Regions from separate parts of the Mus musculus genome. Here regions 1 and 3 are each linked to region 2. A link is a contact called in public HiChIP or PLAC-seq and promoter capture Hi-C data. All regions are on one chromosome and are shown on one strand. The core of a region is the stretch at or near the end of the contact, and the rest is flanking DNA. Distances in the headings are between cores, read along the strand shown. Region 1 has its middle 66 kb from the start of 1700057G04Rik. Region 2 holds the start of Plscr1 (phospholipid scramblase 1). Region 3 overlaps 1700057G04Rik (RIKEN cDNA 1700057G04 gene).

Region 1 (2,700 bases), core at 96-2,595, 120 kb after region 2:
TTCAGGAGATGGTAACAAATGTTGTCAATGCCTTGAAAAGTAGAATTTCCTGTGCTGTCAGGAGTGTTGACCTCTCCATAGCCTTAGTTCTTGCATCACCTAGCATCTGCAGAAAATTTCCCTAGGTTGACTGCTGCTGGCTGCCAGAGGTTTTGTATCCCAGCACTGTTGTTCCTTAGGAGCTCCTAAAATTCACGGTGTCCTTGAAATTTCTTTCTGGCGGAAGAGCTCTGCTGCTACAGTACTACGTGGGTGAAAGTTTTACTCCAGTTACGGCTGTTAAGCCTGCCTCTCTGCAATCAAGATAATAAATCTCAGTGTAGTCAAAAACAGGAAAGACATTATAAAGAACCATGAGGTTGTCATAGGAAAGTATTATGAAGCTATAAAGACAAAGATAAGAAAGGGCACAGCATACCAGCAGAGGAGGAGCAGGGGGAGAGGAGAAGCAGGTAGCAGAGGGAGGAGGTGGGGAGAGAAGGAGTGATGAAGGGAAGAGAAGGAAGGGGAGAGGAGAGAGAAGAGACCATATTTTATTCTAAGTATTCCATAGACTGTGTTCAGTCATGTACCTAGGGGATCTTCAACCATGTGTCCAGGTAGGGAGAGTAATAGAAGCTAAACCTCATATATACAGGTAAACCTTATAAGCACAGACCAAGTACAGCTAGAATAGACATTAACACATAAGGAGTAGTTCATGGGATGGTTGAGGGCCAGGGCTACAAGGTTCTGTAGGGGCTCTCCAGGCCCAATGTAGTGCTAGGGAAAAACTCTAGTGAAAATTGTTTGACACAAACACAGTTTATCAGCCATGCTGCAGGGGCAGGAGGAACTGGGGGGAGATTCCTCCTTTTCACTGGCGTCTTTACGGTGCCCCCATAATGTATGACATACTTACATTAAAGGTTGTTTTCCTCTAGTCCCTTTTATATGGGTGTGACATCTTCTAGGCCTCGTACCCCACAGTGGAAGCTAAAGTCTAATTGTATGCCAGTCTCAGGAAGGGCTTGCCTATGGTGCAAAGATTTGTCGTCTTGTGTGCCAAGTGCACATTCATGTGGTTTAGTTAGCTTGTCGACCATTGGCAGCTGCTACCACACTCTCTCCAGCAACTCTGAATGCTGGCCTTTGTACTTAACACATTATCCAGTCTCTGTCTTCCCTCCCTTCCCCCACTCCTTCATCCCTTCACCCTCCCTCTTTTCCTCTCCCCCGGTTCTCACAGTGTACTATGCCCTTTGGCACCCCCCCCATTGGCTTCATAATACTTTCCTAGCATAACCACATGCTCTTGCACCTTTAACACATGTTTCCTATTTCAGCTTACATTTTATCTCTTGACTGACCAGACACTTACGTAACTGTTCAGAGAGGAAGAGGTCAGGCTATCTTTGAAAGTACAAGATTACGGTAGGCGAGTGGGCACTTTATAGCAGAAGCTCAGCATTTCCTTCCCCAGCAGCATCATAAAAATGACGGCTCCTGGTGACAGCAAACTGGAGGTCCTCCCATGGCATCATGAGTGGGAAGGACAATTAGCCAGACTACTGGGGGTGGATTTTAGAGTTTTGTCCCATTCTTTGTGTGTGTGTGTGGGGGGGGGGGAGGTTGAGACTCAGATTCTAATTGCCTTCTAAAGGCCAAGGCTCTAATAGCATTGGCTGTGGAACTATTATTGGCTTTGGATAGCAATTGTTAGATTGTTAAATTTTTGTGTTTTGAACATTTCGTGTGTGCTTATAATGTGTTTTAATCAAGAACCCCCTTTCTTTCCTCCACCCGGTCTCTTCCCTATGCCCCCCACTGCTATTCTCGCCCAATTTCATGTGTTCTTTTTTAAAACCTTAGTGTTGCGGGTATGTACATGGTTGTGGAGCCATCTACTGGACCATTGGAAGCGTCTAAAAGACAACCTTGAAAAAAGTGGACCTCCCCTCTCCCAGAAACTTCATTGCAACTAACTCTTCAGCCAGAGCTCGTGGGGGTGGGGTGGGGAGTGGGGTGGGGTGGGGCGGGACTTCATGACCTCCCCATTTACTCACGCTGTGATTTTTATTCTCACTCGAGGTTTTAGAATTGTTTTTTAATGGGCTTCATTCTATGCTTATGAGTATTTTGGCTGCCTGTATATATGTGTAAAATGTGTGTGTCTGGTGCCTTTGCAAATCAGAGGAGGGTATCAGATGCTCTGGAACTGAGTTACAGACGGTTGTGAGTCACCATGTTGACGCTGGGATTCCAGCCCTGGTTCTTTTAAAAGGCAACACATGTTCTTGGCTTCTGTGCTCTCTGCCTTCCTGCTCCCAGCATTTTTTTTAATACATAGGTGCTTTATCAGGAGTGCCTAAAATATGATAAAAAAATTTAAAGGAAGAATATGGTAGCAAAATATAAGACAAAAAATAAAACTAAAGTAGTCGGTGGAACAAGAATAGATATTAGACGAAAGAAGAGCATTTAAGCACAGTCATGACATTAGAGTTCTTATGGTAAACATTCTATTGAAACAAGAATTGAGAGCAATTTTAAATGAGCATGTCCCTAAGACCTCCTCACACTATGACAATAGATGTTGGAAGATGACAAGGTCATCAACGTAGTTAGAAATTTTATGACATCTTTAACTTTCATCAGATAAAAGAGCTAAAATAATCAAATTATAATATCACATGTTCAAATTATTATTAAATTTGAACA
Region 2 (2,700 bases), core at 26-2,525:
ATGAAGCCCTAGCTCACCGACTCCCCTGTGGCCAAGTCTTGGAGCTACTGGTAACAGCAGTTAGCCTAGGAAACACAACAGAGGTGAAGACAGTAGGAAGACTCTTACTTAGACAGAACGCCCCAATGTTTCACTTCTACAAGGTTTTACCTATAAAAATACTCCAACTGCTTAAATTAAAATTCAAATGAAATGATCCCATTTATGCAAAGAGTGGACAGTGAAGATCCTTGTTTGCTCCGAGTATGAAATCAGCTAAAGAATAAAGATAAACATCCTGAGTGCCTAACAGCAAGCCAGTTGAAGTTACAAATCACATTGAGCGATGCTAAGTTCCCGGTTCCTTTCTCCAGCATTGGAGTGCCATGGTCTCAGACTCTTTATATGTGAGGTTCACTTTTCCATGCATCATGGCTTTCTATGGAAGAACAGTATATTCTATGCACACTGGTATTTATGTACATGCAGAAATATACACATATGCAAGTAGTGGGCCCCTCCCAAGATGCTCCCCAGATTTTTAGTTGAATATACTTAGAAACGCACCAATCACAGGGAAAGAAGAGTGAAGACTCAAAATTCACCTGTAACCCTTTCATCATCCTTTCATAACTCTCCCTCCCCCAAGAGTACCAAATGATGCATAAAATGCAGGCGGGGGAAAAATACCTTCTGTGTCATAGGAAGGTATTTTTAGATAATTGGAAATTTCTTAGAAATGTCCACACGAGGCATACTAAGTCAGAATCTTTGAAGGCATGACCTAATGTAGTTTCAGCTCGGTGACTCTTCTCGGGCTGTAATTTAAGAAGCACCGCTTTACTAAACAAAACAGATGCTGATTTTTCTGGTGAGTGAGCCGCACAGTTCAAACCAAACCTGAATGTTTTCTAGTTAAGGGTGGTACTTTTTCACAGACTGTAGTAAAAAGAAAGCAAAGACTGCTACCAGCAAACGGCGTGAAACGGTTATATAAAACCCATAAGATTTTTAAAAAGAGGAGAGAAATCTGCTAGGAAAGAGATCAACAAACTTGAAAGTGCAAACAGGGCTGATGGAACAGATGTGGTAATCGATGCATACTTAAGAAAGTGTGCAAAGCAGGAAAGTAAGTTTGAGGAAGCCCGATTTCCCGCACAGTACCCAAATAGGTTGGGTGGTTGAGATCAGGCAGTGTAAAGAAAGTTCCGAGAAGAGGCCACTCCCCAGGTGATGAATAGCCTTTCTTTCCAAGGCAATCAAAATCCCACTTCCTTTTGCCTTGCTGGTGGGCGGGGCGGGCAAGGTCCTGCCAGGCCTCTGGGCGCAGCTAGAGGATTCAGGAGTGCAGGCAGAGCTCGCGTCATTCAGAGTGAGTCCCCTCTGCGAGGGAAAGCCGGGCTACTGCAGCGCCACCAGCAAGGGATTGGGACTCACGGACTTCAGAACAGAAGGAGCCTCAGGTGAGTCCCGCTTTCTGCGCGTTCCGGGACAGAGCTCGCGGATCTGTGCGCACAAAGGAGCCGGGTACGGTGATGGGCGCGGGAGATGCGGATGGGTGGAGAGGGAGCAAGAGCAAGGGCTGGAGGCGGTTTGCTCAGGCGGCAGAGGTTATGGTCTGAAGACTGGGAGCAATGGCCGAAAGACTTGGGCTCGTGACCCCGGAAGTGGGGAGGGAACTCAGCCAGAAGCTCTGCTGTCCGGGCCGCTGCTCGGCAATCCACACTCGTGACCCTTCTTCGCTAGTTCCCACGGGATCGTCTCCAGTTTAGCACACTGCTTCACAGCCAAGAGCAGTCCTGATGCAGTGCAGAAGCTGGGCTCACTTGTAGCTCTGTGGTAGCGCTCTTTTCAAATGCGCCGAGCCCAAGTTGGATTCCCGTTGCAGGAAAGGGAAGGGGAAATAAAAGAAGAGAAACCGTTCAAAGAGCCTGTTGCTCTTTAACCCAGGTTTCTTTGGGATTGTGGCTAGTAAAACTATACATAGCCTTCTAGAATACAAAAGTAGGGGATGTAAGCGGGTAAAGGTCCGAATGGGTAAGACCACTACACTAGGTGTACATTCAGTCTTTTGTTACAGACCTTGGACTCTGACAGTTTTTTTTTTCTTGTATATTCATCTCTTCCCTGAAAATGTTAACAGTAAAAGACTTAAAGATTCAAGCCACTTATTAAAGGAAGAGGCAGGCATATTTATGAGTTCGAATCTAGCCTTGTCTATAGAGCAAGTTCTCAGACAGCCAGTGCTACAGAAACAAAACAGGAAAGCCAACCAAAACAACAAAAAGAGTTCTCACTTTTGAATCAGTTAATATAAGCTTGATAAAGTACCAAGTGGAAAGGTGGAAACTAGCTTTTATTATATCAAATACTTGACACAGCCCCCATCCCTACAACTCTCCCCATGGTTCCTGCGTGGCTTGATTTCCGTAATCTTATTCCTGGAAGTTAGGTAGGGCCATCTCTCTGTTCCAAGACAAACAATTATACTTTCTTCCCAAACAATTACACTCTCTTCTTCCGGCTTAGCGGCTTAGCAGTTGGAACTAAATACTGGGTACCAGGAACCAGGGAAGCTTAATAAAAAGCACCCCCGGGCACCTGGGGGCGTTTCCTTCTTGGCTTTTCCTAACAACAGAGCTTTCTACCTGGATACTTACTACAATTGTGCTGCTTTGAATAATAAACAAACAAACAAACAAACAAACAAAAACCCAGACT
Region 3 (2,700 bases), core at 107-2,606, 100 kb after region 2:
ATTCAACTGTGTAGAAAGGAATATAAACAACTAAGCTTATACTCTTGGGTAATCTCTCCTTTATGGATGAGTAACAGCTCAAACAACAGTTTATAATGTTCACAGGAAGGCCTTTTGGCCAAATCACTTGTCAAAAATGATCATGACTGGTGTGGCCCAAACTAATGGAGCCACATGCCTGAGGATGTTTTAAAATACTGTTCTAGAAACAGAATGCCTTAACAGAAGAGTTAGGAGAAGAATATATGTATTCATCTCATAATTTATCTGATGATTTAGACACTCCACTAAGGGGCAAGGAGAAAAATGCCACCCATATTTTTTATTTCATTTCTTTCAATAAACACAGGTAAGTTGTGTTATCTGTAATAAACATTCCTCAGATGGATCTGCCCTCAGCAAAAGTCCAACTGCCTGTTTCATATCACTTAGTGGCCTATTTATTGCAAATGTGTCTTTCAGAGCAGGTACTAGGACATAGAGACTTTATAGGGAAGGTAGCCTTTGCCTAGATTTCACTTGCCTAGGACATTGTCTGCCTGTGTACCCCAGTCATTCTGTAAGTAATGTCCATAAAGCCTGTCTCAAACAGAGAGAACATGAAAACAGATATTTGGGGTTTAACATTGTGCTTACACTACTTAGAGAGAGTAAGTTTATTTGTAAAGAATTCCTTTGTTCTCCATGCCCTTTAGGCTAGGTATAACCCTACAAGCATAGCAATATCTGAGGAGACTGTGTTTGTGTGTTCGATGAACAAAGTACTGCAGTTGAGTAGCAGTATAACATGGTCATGAAGCTTGACTCTCAGAAATGATCACATCTGAGTCTCCTAGTAAATAAATAGCAGGGCCATGAGTCTAGTGTCCAAAGTTCTTTTCTTATACAATATTAGAACTAATAGTTGAAAATGTGCCAGTGATCAGAGTTCTGTCCACAGAGATAAGCTACTGTTGATAAACAAGTTTAAGAAAGAAAAGTTTGTTAATAATTTAGACAGTCTTTACAGATAGAGATATTAATGAAACATGGAAGCTATCAAGAGTTCAATTTGCCCCTTCTATGCATTAGCTGGAGAATCTGATGCACATTACGTCACCTTTTGTTTTTTTCTTTTTTGGTATAGTTACCTCCATGAATTAAGAGAAGAAAAAGCATTGATTTAATTAAAGGGTGTTATAGATTGGAGCACTGGCTGTCATTCTAAGTAAATGAAGCCACAAATAGATAATATGTTGATAAACATGTTTACCAATGTCCTTTTTTCATATGTAGATAGAAATACAAGCTCCTCCTGGTGTGCCAGTGGGTTATGTTATTCAAACCTGGCACCCATGTCGGCCAAAGTTTACAGTTCAAAATGAGGAGAAACAGGATGTTCTAAAAATTATTGGTCCAATCTGCGTGTGCAACATTGGAGGAAGCATAGATTTTGAGGTAACAGATACAATCATGTCTATTAGATTTTCTTTCCTTATAAATAGAACATATTTTGTGCAAAGGTAAAGCTGTATTAGGTGGAGATTTATGTACAGATATTTTTTAAAAAAGAAATAACATGGTCAGAGAAATATTTTATGATCCAATACAAGGTCAGTGCTTACACTATTGAATGAGAAAAAGGTGTAGTCATCTTAAAAATAGCCACAGTTTCTCTATCGACTACTCTCATTGCTAAAATCAATATCTGACAAGAAGCATTAAAAGAAGAAGCAATTTTTTGGCTTACAGTTTAAGGGTATAATGCTCCTCAGGCACTGCACAGACCAACATGCAAACAGAACACCAATGTATGAGAAATAGGAATAAGTGGATCTTTTCTAAAAGAAAAAGAGGTATAGTGCTTATCCTCCAATCATGCGTCACAGTGATCTCCTGGTTATTCTTATACTGAATTAGTTCATTGGGAAACATGTTCCTATGTTTGCTTCCTGGAGGAATTTTTAAAGCCAAGAGAATTTTTGTCATTTAAACTTGTTGATTCTCTTCACAGAAAACGTGATAAAACTTAGACTGATATTTCCCCAGAGGGGCCAAAACCACTCTGAAGCAGAGGGCTATCCTTTCCTGATAAGCCTTCAGAATTCTGCCTCTGTTCTCATGACTTCCTGTCTCCATGCTTACTCTGTCCCAATGCCTGCTGCCCTCGGGAACCACATAGCTTTTCATTCCTCATTGTGGATGGCTTTGTGTTGCTTGCTCTCCAGGGAGAGGCTGTCTAGAATGAGGAATGAATCAGTACTCAGGAGGTTTCCTGTAAACCAATCCCCCAATGAATAAAGGAGCCAATCACTGGGCCAGTAGGCGGGACTTCCTGGTTGGACAGAGGAAGAGAAGTAGCAGGAGGTAAGATGTAGCTGCTAGAGTTTCCTGGTATCATGGCAGATCCACAAGGATTCGCCACTAAAGGAATCAGACTTCAATAAGGCTTACAAGATTAGGTTTTAAGTTATTGTGACCAGAGATCGAGTTACCATTGTTTCTGAACTAAGTTTGTGTTGCATTTTCCTTCACACAGCTGCTCATCTGAGTTTGCCAGATGTGCACCACAAAGGCCAGTGGGGAATTTGAAGCATAGGGCTGGCATGGTAGTGACCTGTCAGTGGGTGGAGAGATTTTGGAGCTCTGAGTCCGAGCATCTACATGATAAAAACCGGTCGGCCATTGCTCGCCAGTGCCCGGCCAGCCAGGTTGCCAGGG

What was found. Promoter capture Hi-C pulls out the DNA fragments that hold promoters and counts their contacts. HiChIP or PLAC-seq counts read pairs in DNA pulled down with a chosen protein or histone mark.
Region 1: a contact with region 2 is called in a BATF HiChIP or PLAC-seq map of CD8 T cells, with 17 read pairs. The contact joins the enhancer-like site here to the promoter of Plscr1 in region 2. A contact is called at or near these places in 5 of 39 promoter capture datasets (the 3T3-L1 cell line, the HPC-7 cell line, HPC-7-derived erythroid cells and 2 more), 11 of 484 Hi-C or Micro-C datasets (3T3-L1-derived adipocytes, LSK cells, Th1 cells and 7 more), 12 of 115 datasets of contacts at active chromatin or transcription factors (the 230-238 cell line, CD8 T cells, the HPC-7 cell line and 8 more) and 4 of 9 other capture datasets (adipose tissue, liver, macrophages and 1 more).
Region 3: a contact with region 2 is called in a promoter capture Hi-C map of liver. The contact joins the enhancer-like site here to the promoter of Plscr1 in region 2. A contact is called at or near these places in 2 of 39 promoter capture datasets (the HPC-7 cell line, HPC-7-derived erythroid cells and liver), 3 of 484 Hi-C or Micro-C datasets (bone marrow-derived macrophages, erythroblasts and macrophages), 5 of 115 datasets of contacts at active chromatin or transcription factors (the 230-238 cell line, CD8 T cells, bone marrow-derived dendritic cells and 2 more) and 3 of 9 other capture datasets (adipose tissue, liver and pancreatic islet).

What each region holds. Positions count from the first base shown.
Region 1 is chr9:92,373,711-92,376,410 of GRCm38.p6, forward strand. No RefSeq gene overlaps it. Among named protein-coding and RNA genes, the nearest start is that of 1700057G04Rik, 66 kb to the left of the region's middle. Within about 2 kb of position 1,346, at least 86 of the 459 cell types and tissues checked have an H3K27ac peak or open chromatin away from gene starts, as enhancers often do. A contact at or near this core is called in CD8 T cells, the HPC-7 cell line, bone marrow-derived macrophages and 5 more, where this site is marked.
Region 2 is chr9:92,248,919-92,251,618 of GRCm38.p6, forward strand. Plscr1 (phospholipid scramblase 1) reads left to right here and starts at 1,276. Exons shown (of 9, transcript NM_011636.2): 1 at 1,276-1,442.
Region 3 is chr9:92,351,260-92,353,959 of GRCm38.p6, forward strand. 1700057G04Rik (RIKEN cDNA 1700057G04 gene) reads left to right here. Exons shown (of 7, transcript NM_001033184.3): 5 at 1,276-1,437. Among named protein-coding and RNA genes, the nearest start is that of 1700057G04Rik, 43 kb to the left of the region's middle. Within about 2 kb of position 1,357, at least 21 of the 459 cell types and tissues checked have an H3K27ac peak or open chromatin away from gene starts, as enhancers often do. A contact at or near this core is called in intestinal villus epithelium and liver, where this site is marked.